Linked DNA regions of Bactrocera dorsalis: region 2 is linked to region 1. Evidence: chromatin contacts called from public Hi-C data. All regions are on one chromosome and are shown on one strand. The core of a region is the stretch at or near the end of the contact, and the rest is flanking DNA. Distances in the headings are between cores, read along the strand shown. Region 1 overlaps LOC105230156 (zinc finger protein jing). Region 2 holds the start of LOC105230156 (zinc finger protein jing).

Region 1 (3,264 bases), core at 72-2,571:
TTAATTGTAAACCAAATGCTTATTGACGACGCTAAATGTCAACAAGGTGCCATTGACGTTGGGTTTCTATTTTGGCTAAAGGTAAACAAAGTCTGGGCTCCCAACACATCTGGCAGCACAATTTATTATGCCATAATTCTTTGTTTTCTCTTCAATGCAGCATTTCAATGCACATCCCGAGCTTTACAACTGTAAAATTCCTATAATTAAGCCAAGAATATGTTATCCTAGAGGACCAGCTGATCACAATACACTTCTGAAAATTTTTCGTCCGTTATATACAATATAAAGTCAAGCAAAAGGTCAAAAACTGTTATAATAGGTATAGGACCATCAAATTCTTGACTCCATTTTAACCTTGTGAAACAAAGGCAGATTATTATCAGGAGAAGATTATATATGAATTTCTATTATATCCAGGTATTGATCGATATTATCGGTAAAAGGGGTATTCATAAGTACCGAAGTCCATATATTCTTTATAAGGGGGCTTAAACATCTATAATTCGATTTCGCCAATTTTGAAAAAGATATGGCATAGCTTAAAAACATCATTTGGGAAAAGTTTTACACAATATTTTCATTGCTTCTTGATTTCAAAATGAAAATTTATGTTTGCGGACTGTGCCCTCGCGTCGTTTGGGCGCGGGAGGGTAATCGTTGGGTATTATTATTAAAGTGAAAGAATCAGCTACAATTCGTTTATATGAGAAGTAGGCGTGGTTGTAGTACAATTTCGTATAAAAATATCCGCTCCCACGACAATCGGGTATATGTAACCGGTACGGACCGGAATTTTTATCTGGTTAAATACTATCAACTCGGCAACATTCCTCCTAAACGCTGTAGGGAACTTTCGGCAACTACAAAAATAAGACTGTAGAAAGACAGATATGTCAACGAGTAGTTCTTAAAGTATCCAAGAAGCTGACTCAGTGTTCATCTAAATTGTATCAATATTTTTTTTATTTACTTAGCTACCAGTAAGCAAAAATGACCTTGATTTATAGCAAATCAGAAAACATGTTCGTCTTTTCGCCGAAATCAACACCAAAGGCGATGATAAAGCCCACAATTCGGTGCAGCTGGAGTACCTAACTCACAAATTAGGTAAAATAATAATTGGAGAAAAAAAACTGTTAACTCAACACCACTAATTTGACAGAAAACAGCCGTGGAAGCGCAACATCATCATTATAATCGGCTTATGACAGCGAGTTGAATAGAAACATTTGACATTTGTCGTGTTGTGGTCGTGTTCGGCGTTGTTGTAGCGCTATATAGACGTGTTCCGTGCGTTGTTTTTGCCTGTGTTTGCTTTTGTTATTGATTTTTTTTGTGAGCCGCTGCGGTTGTCATTACTGATTAGTCACAACTTGTTGCTGACATTGCAAATACAACAAAAATGCGTTAATAAAAAAAAAATAATAATAAAAAAACAGCAATGCAACGAGTAGCGAGCAGCGAGCGGCGTAAGGAAGCGATAAAAAATCGACGGTTGATTAATAAAATAATTTTAATGAAATGGAAAAAAATCGGTGTGCAGTCGAAAACGAGTTGTCAGTGAGCAAAAGAAAGCCAATAACCGAAGTAACTGTTTGAGATAACGAGGCCACAAATAAACTGTGTAATTTTGACAGTTTGCTTAGCTGACATCTAAACGAGTCGTCACTGAGTCGGTGCAGCGGCGTATGACGCGCTGCATTCGCTGCTTATGAGCGCGCTTCAATGCGCTTCAGCAAACGGCCTAACGAAATTGAGCAGAAGACAGCTGAAAAACAAAAACTAAATAATGCAAAAATATGTATATGATTTGCCGTGAAAACTGGTAATGAGTTCCGATCGTCGGCTGATTGACCGCTGAACTGGCTGGCCGGCTGGCTGATTGCGCGCCGACGGCATGAGTGAATGACTGTTGCTGATAACCTCGCTGGCGCGTCATTCACAGCGGCATGAACACACACAGTCAGCTGTGCGCGCCGCGGATATGCGTGTAACAGTAATCATTTATTTATGCGCGTGTGTTGTTGCAGTCACACATACAGATATAGTTATACAGTTATAAATACATATGTATGTGTATATTAAGCGCTTTGATCTTCGCGATGATTTCATTGCATTTAACACAAATGTTTGCACTCAATGTTCGTATGTATGTAAATGATGTGTACATATGTTTTTTTTTGAGTGGCATTGCATTGAGCTTTGTTCGTTTGCTGCTTTTGATTAATTGCATGCGCAACAATTGCGACAATGCATATAAAATTAACAAATAATATCCGTACGAGTGATAAAGCAGCCGAAAAGTTGGCGTGTGTGCATGGCTTAATGAACAAATAATTGAATAATAACAACAAAAATAACAATAAAAGTATATTTAAAAATACAAAAATGAAAAATATGACAAATAGCAATAAAAGTATATTTAAAAGTAAAAAAAATTAAAAATATCACCAGTAGATTCCGGGCTCATTGCAATTACTCAAGCATTTCTTAATTTTTTTGTGGCAATTTTTATTTGCTTTTGGCTAACTGGAAATGCTTTATTAATTATTGCAAATTATTATTATTGAAAATCGTTCTCCAGCACAATTTGAGTAGTATTTTATTTTTATTTTTTTGTGTTTATGCTTTTAACTGGTTTCTCATCGGTCTCACTGATCTCTCACCGAAAGTAGTGCGCTGGCTTTGCGACACCAAGCCCATTATGTTCTATGGGATCTTTATGTAGGAGAAAGCTCTAGAAAATACCACACTTGTAAGGAAGCTTGAGAGCGTTCAACGTGCGGCGCTCCACAGCATGTGTGGGACATTAAGGTCCATTTCAACCATGGCACCTTTTCTCATAGATATGGCCGTATTTGGTCGTGAACTATCAGACTCAGTGAATCTAGGTTTCTAAATGAACTCGCTTTGACTTTATATATCGGATCTTTTGAATCATACCGTCGGAAAAAAAATCAGGTGACTTTTTCACCGACGACAAACCTGCAAGGGGTGAGGATGCGTAGAGGTCACTGGAGAAGAGGAATAGAAAGCTTATTTACGCCTAGATCAAAGCTTGAGTGATTGTTGGCAGAGGGTTTTACTGTCAGAAACTCTCTCTCTCTCTCTCTCTCTCTCTACTTCAGTTTCAAACTACCCGACTATTTAAGTGGTTTTCAAGCCGAGTTTGCTGTCATTGAAGTAGCGAGTGCAGCCGTCTTCAAAGTTGTGGCTATCCACAGGCAGTGCTTATGGAAAGCCTAGCCTTGTTATCAATGG
Region 2 (3,548 bases), core at 592-3,091, 42 kb after region 1:
AGAGCAATATTTTCATCATTACTTAAGCACATACAGTAGAACTTCAAGCTCGAATCGCCATAATACACAAAAAAAGAAAAACAATTTCGAGTTAGAGAGACTTCAAGTTATAGAAGGAAATTTGTATAAAATTTGACTCCTATTGCCAATTCACTAGTTGGAGTTATGGAGAAGTTCGAGTATTATGGATAGGTGTTTGAAGTCAGGTCCGACCAATCATCTATTTTAGGTTAGGTAAACTGGACTGCAATAAACGGCTGTCCGTTGCGACATTTATATAAATTGTCAGATCATTACTTCAAATACTTACATATATGTTTATAAAATTTTCGACCCTTTCGTTAGTCCAACTACCTGTCACTTAAACAATTGCAGTTTTTGTTTGTTTTATTCATTCATACAAATTTCTTTCTTATACAACACAAAGTCACATATTTGCCTACATGCCCTTTGCATGGTCTTCTTTGACTGTATACGACATTTCTTATTCACTTGCATTTTGCATCACTCTTTCTACACCAACTATTTGCCATTCGCTGCACACATATCCTTACGTACACACATATTTATTTATGGCTTCGCTTGTTCTAATAGCCTTTTCGCTTAAGTCGCTTTGCCTCATCTCAGCTGTTTTGCGTTACTTTAATTCTGCTGTCAGCAACTACTGCCCTCACACACATACATAAGTATATTGTTGTATTATTGCAGTTCCTTTGCGGCAGGTTGCTTGCTGTCGTGTTGCATACGAAGTTAAGGAACTAACTTGCCAACCAAACACATTTCACTGTCATTGCCTTACTTATTGGCATTCGCTTATTTGTTGTTTTTATATTATGCCTGCGCTGAGCTTCGTACTAACGTTTCACTTCCTATGTCATCCGCATTTTAGTTGCTGTTGTCGTTGTCTTTATTGTATTTTTTAACTTACAAGCATGGCAGTGCAACGACATAAAGCAGAACAACAACTTGCATGCATGCCACAAGTATACCGAGCACAGCGAGAATGTGCAGCATGTAGCGAGCAAAAGTCACAATAACAAAAACAAGGATGCTTATTTTGATAGTAACACGCGAACTTTTATGTATACCAGCAAGGAAGTTTTTCGTCGCTGCAGGTCAGTAATTTAAGTATTTACATTCCTCCACATATGTATGTGTGTGCGTGCGTATTGTAAGTGTGTATGTTTTTAGTTGCTTACATATAGAGTTTTCTAACTTTTCGGCGGTTTACTCGCTTAAAAGCTAAGCATTTACACGCTTGAACTAAACCACTTTTTGTTCATAATTTGTTAGTTGTTTATAATTTTATTAGCAACTTTTATTGCTTAAACTTAAACACAGCAATATTGATTACCGCCAATCACCAAGCCTTCATCTAATCACTTCAATCATATCACAAAAGCACTGTGTTCATTTGAGAATGCCACCAAAGCACCAAAAATATCCAGCTACTTACTACAATCTAAAACTAAATGCCAACACAAGCTACCGAAATTCTTAAACATTACCTTGTTCGTCGCACTCCACTTCTGCTCGCTCCACCAACTTCTCTTTCCTCGCAGCACTCGCTGTTCGCTAATTCACTTGCACTTCATTTCGCTTTCACGCCCGCACACAACTTTCGCACAACATTTTGCCTTGCATCAACTTCAATTTTTCCACAAACTTTCTGTTTTTCCATTGACTGCACCATTTAATTAAACAATACACTTTATTCTATGAATTAATCCGTACAAATTCGCACACAACACTCTGTTCGGTGCTTGCCAATGCCATTCGATTCAACTCGACTCCTAACCACACGAAACGAGACAACGAACTGACCCAGCCAACCGCGCTTTTGCAATGTTACAATGCTGGCAGCGCTGCTATTGCAATCTCTCTACTGCCGACGTCGCTGTGTTATCGTTGCATTCGTTGACATTTGGCGATGTGCTCTCGTGCGATTTTGGTAGCGTGAACGCTTCTGGCCGGTTGTATATTTGCTTTTGACTTTTAGCTTCTTCTTGCTTCTAGTGCAAAGCTCTGTTGTTGTTATCGCTCTCTGCGCATACTTGTTTGCACGCCTCAGTGTGTTTGCAGTTGTTTTTTGTTTATTTATTTTGTTTTGCTTTTGCTTACTCGTTGCCAATTGTTTTGATGAGCGTAGCACTTATGCTCTTCGTTCTCTGTGTTTACTTTGCACTGTATTAATGCTGCTTTCTGGTTTAATGAAATTTTGAGTAAGTTTTATGCAAAGTGGAAATGGCAATGTTGACAAGTTATTCGGGTTCCGCATATTATTTAGCGCCATCTGTGTGTGAGCTTACAGCTTAAATTTTAATTTTGATGATCCCCCTGTTTCTTTTTAATTATTTGTAATGAGCGAAGTTGTTGAATTGTTTTAGATTTTAACTGTGGTGTACAGTGAAAACAGTTTTTATTAAAGGAAAAGGATTTGTAACGTTGCTGGAGTAGAAGAAAGTGACCAACAGCGAGATATATTCTTGATATTGCTGTTATTGGAAGTATTGAAGTAGGTTCTTTCAATATTATAGCTACATACGCCATTTTCTAAAGCGTTCTTTGGAATGTGAGGGAACAATTCTTAGTCGGAAATGAGTCCAGAACCGATTGAACAACTTAAGATCAATGTCATGCGACCGAAGTTCACTTAAAATACGACTTGCCACCAACTTGTGAATTAATTCTTCATCTGCAGCTGATTTATCCGAAATCGCTATAATATAGGGATATAAGGACATCATTCAGTATTCTTAAGGCTCCTAAATACGATCTTGATTGACGGTATTATACAAGAAAAAACGTTAACTCAGATTATATCGAAACTAGTTATAATATCCTTCAAAATTGAAAATGTTTTCCATGGCAAATTTCGTGAAGATGTTTTTTCGAGTATAATATTTTGACACACAAGAACTTACTTAGTGATCGGGCAACTTCTATGGCAGCAATAAGCTATAACGATCTGATTTCGATGGTTCTCATGAATGAGCAGCTTTTTGAGCATTTGCCTTCAGCCCTTGGAGACAGGATCTTCTACAGCACTCTATTTTGAAATAAAAGACACTTGTATTTGTCAGTTGAGTTGAAAAAAAATCAGACATTTTATCAAATCCACTGGTTTACTGGATTACATTGTTTTGGTTACCACACGGGAGCCTTCAATCTGGTGTTCCAGCAACTCCATTTTCAATCAACAAACCACAAACGAAAATACAAGGTTCTGTGACATATCTTATAGATTTTATTTTGATTTTCTATTAAAAATAGTTTATTAAAATCTATGACAAGTAGTATACAGTGGAAAAGACGTTCGTAAAATATCTTCGAAACTAAAATACTGTCGAAAAATAGGTGTAATCGCTAAATTATAGTCTAAATCAAAATTGCAGATCTATTGTCTATTGAAATGTTAAAATAATAAAGTCAACAAAGCTAAGCTAAGCTTACCCTACACTTACATGCTAATAAAGCACTTTAAACTTTTCAATTTTTACGCTTCTTAATTATAGTTATGGTAATCATAATAATATTAGAATAATAAA

Evidence for each region. Hi-C and Micro-C count contacts between places; a contact is called where the count stands out from the background.
Region 2: a Hi-C map of whole body shows a contact between it and region 1, with 3 times the contacts expected there. The contact joins the promoter of LOC105230156 here to the enhancer-like site in region 1. A contact is called at or near these places in 2 of 2 Hi-C or Micro-C datasets (both in whole body).

What each region holds. Positions count from the first base shown.
Region 1 is chr3:2,833,505-2,836,768 of ASM2337382v1, forward strand. The region is part of intron 2 of LOC105230156 (zinc finger protein jing); the gene reads right to left. Among protein-coding and RNA genes, the nearest start is that of LOC105230156, 42 kb to the right of the region's middle. Within about 2 kb of position 1,322, the one cell type or tissue checked has open chromatin away from gene starts, as enhancers often do.
Region 2 is chr3:2,875,041-2,878,588 of ASM2337382v1, forward strand. It overlaps LOC105230156 (zinc finger protein jing), which reads right to left and starts at 1,842. Exons shown (of 8, transcript XM_049452273.1): 1 at 1,509-1,842. It overlaps LOC105230153 (phospholipase D2), which reads right to left. Exons shown (of 10, transcript XM_019991717.3): 10 at 3,225-3,548.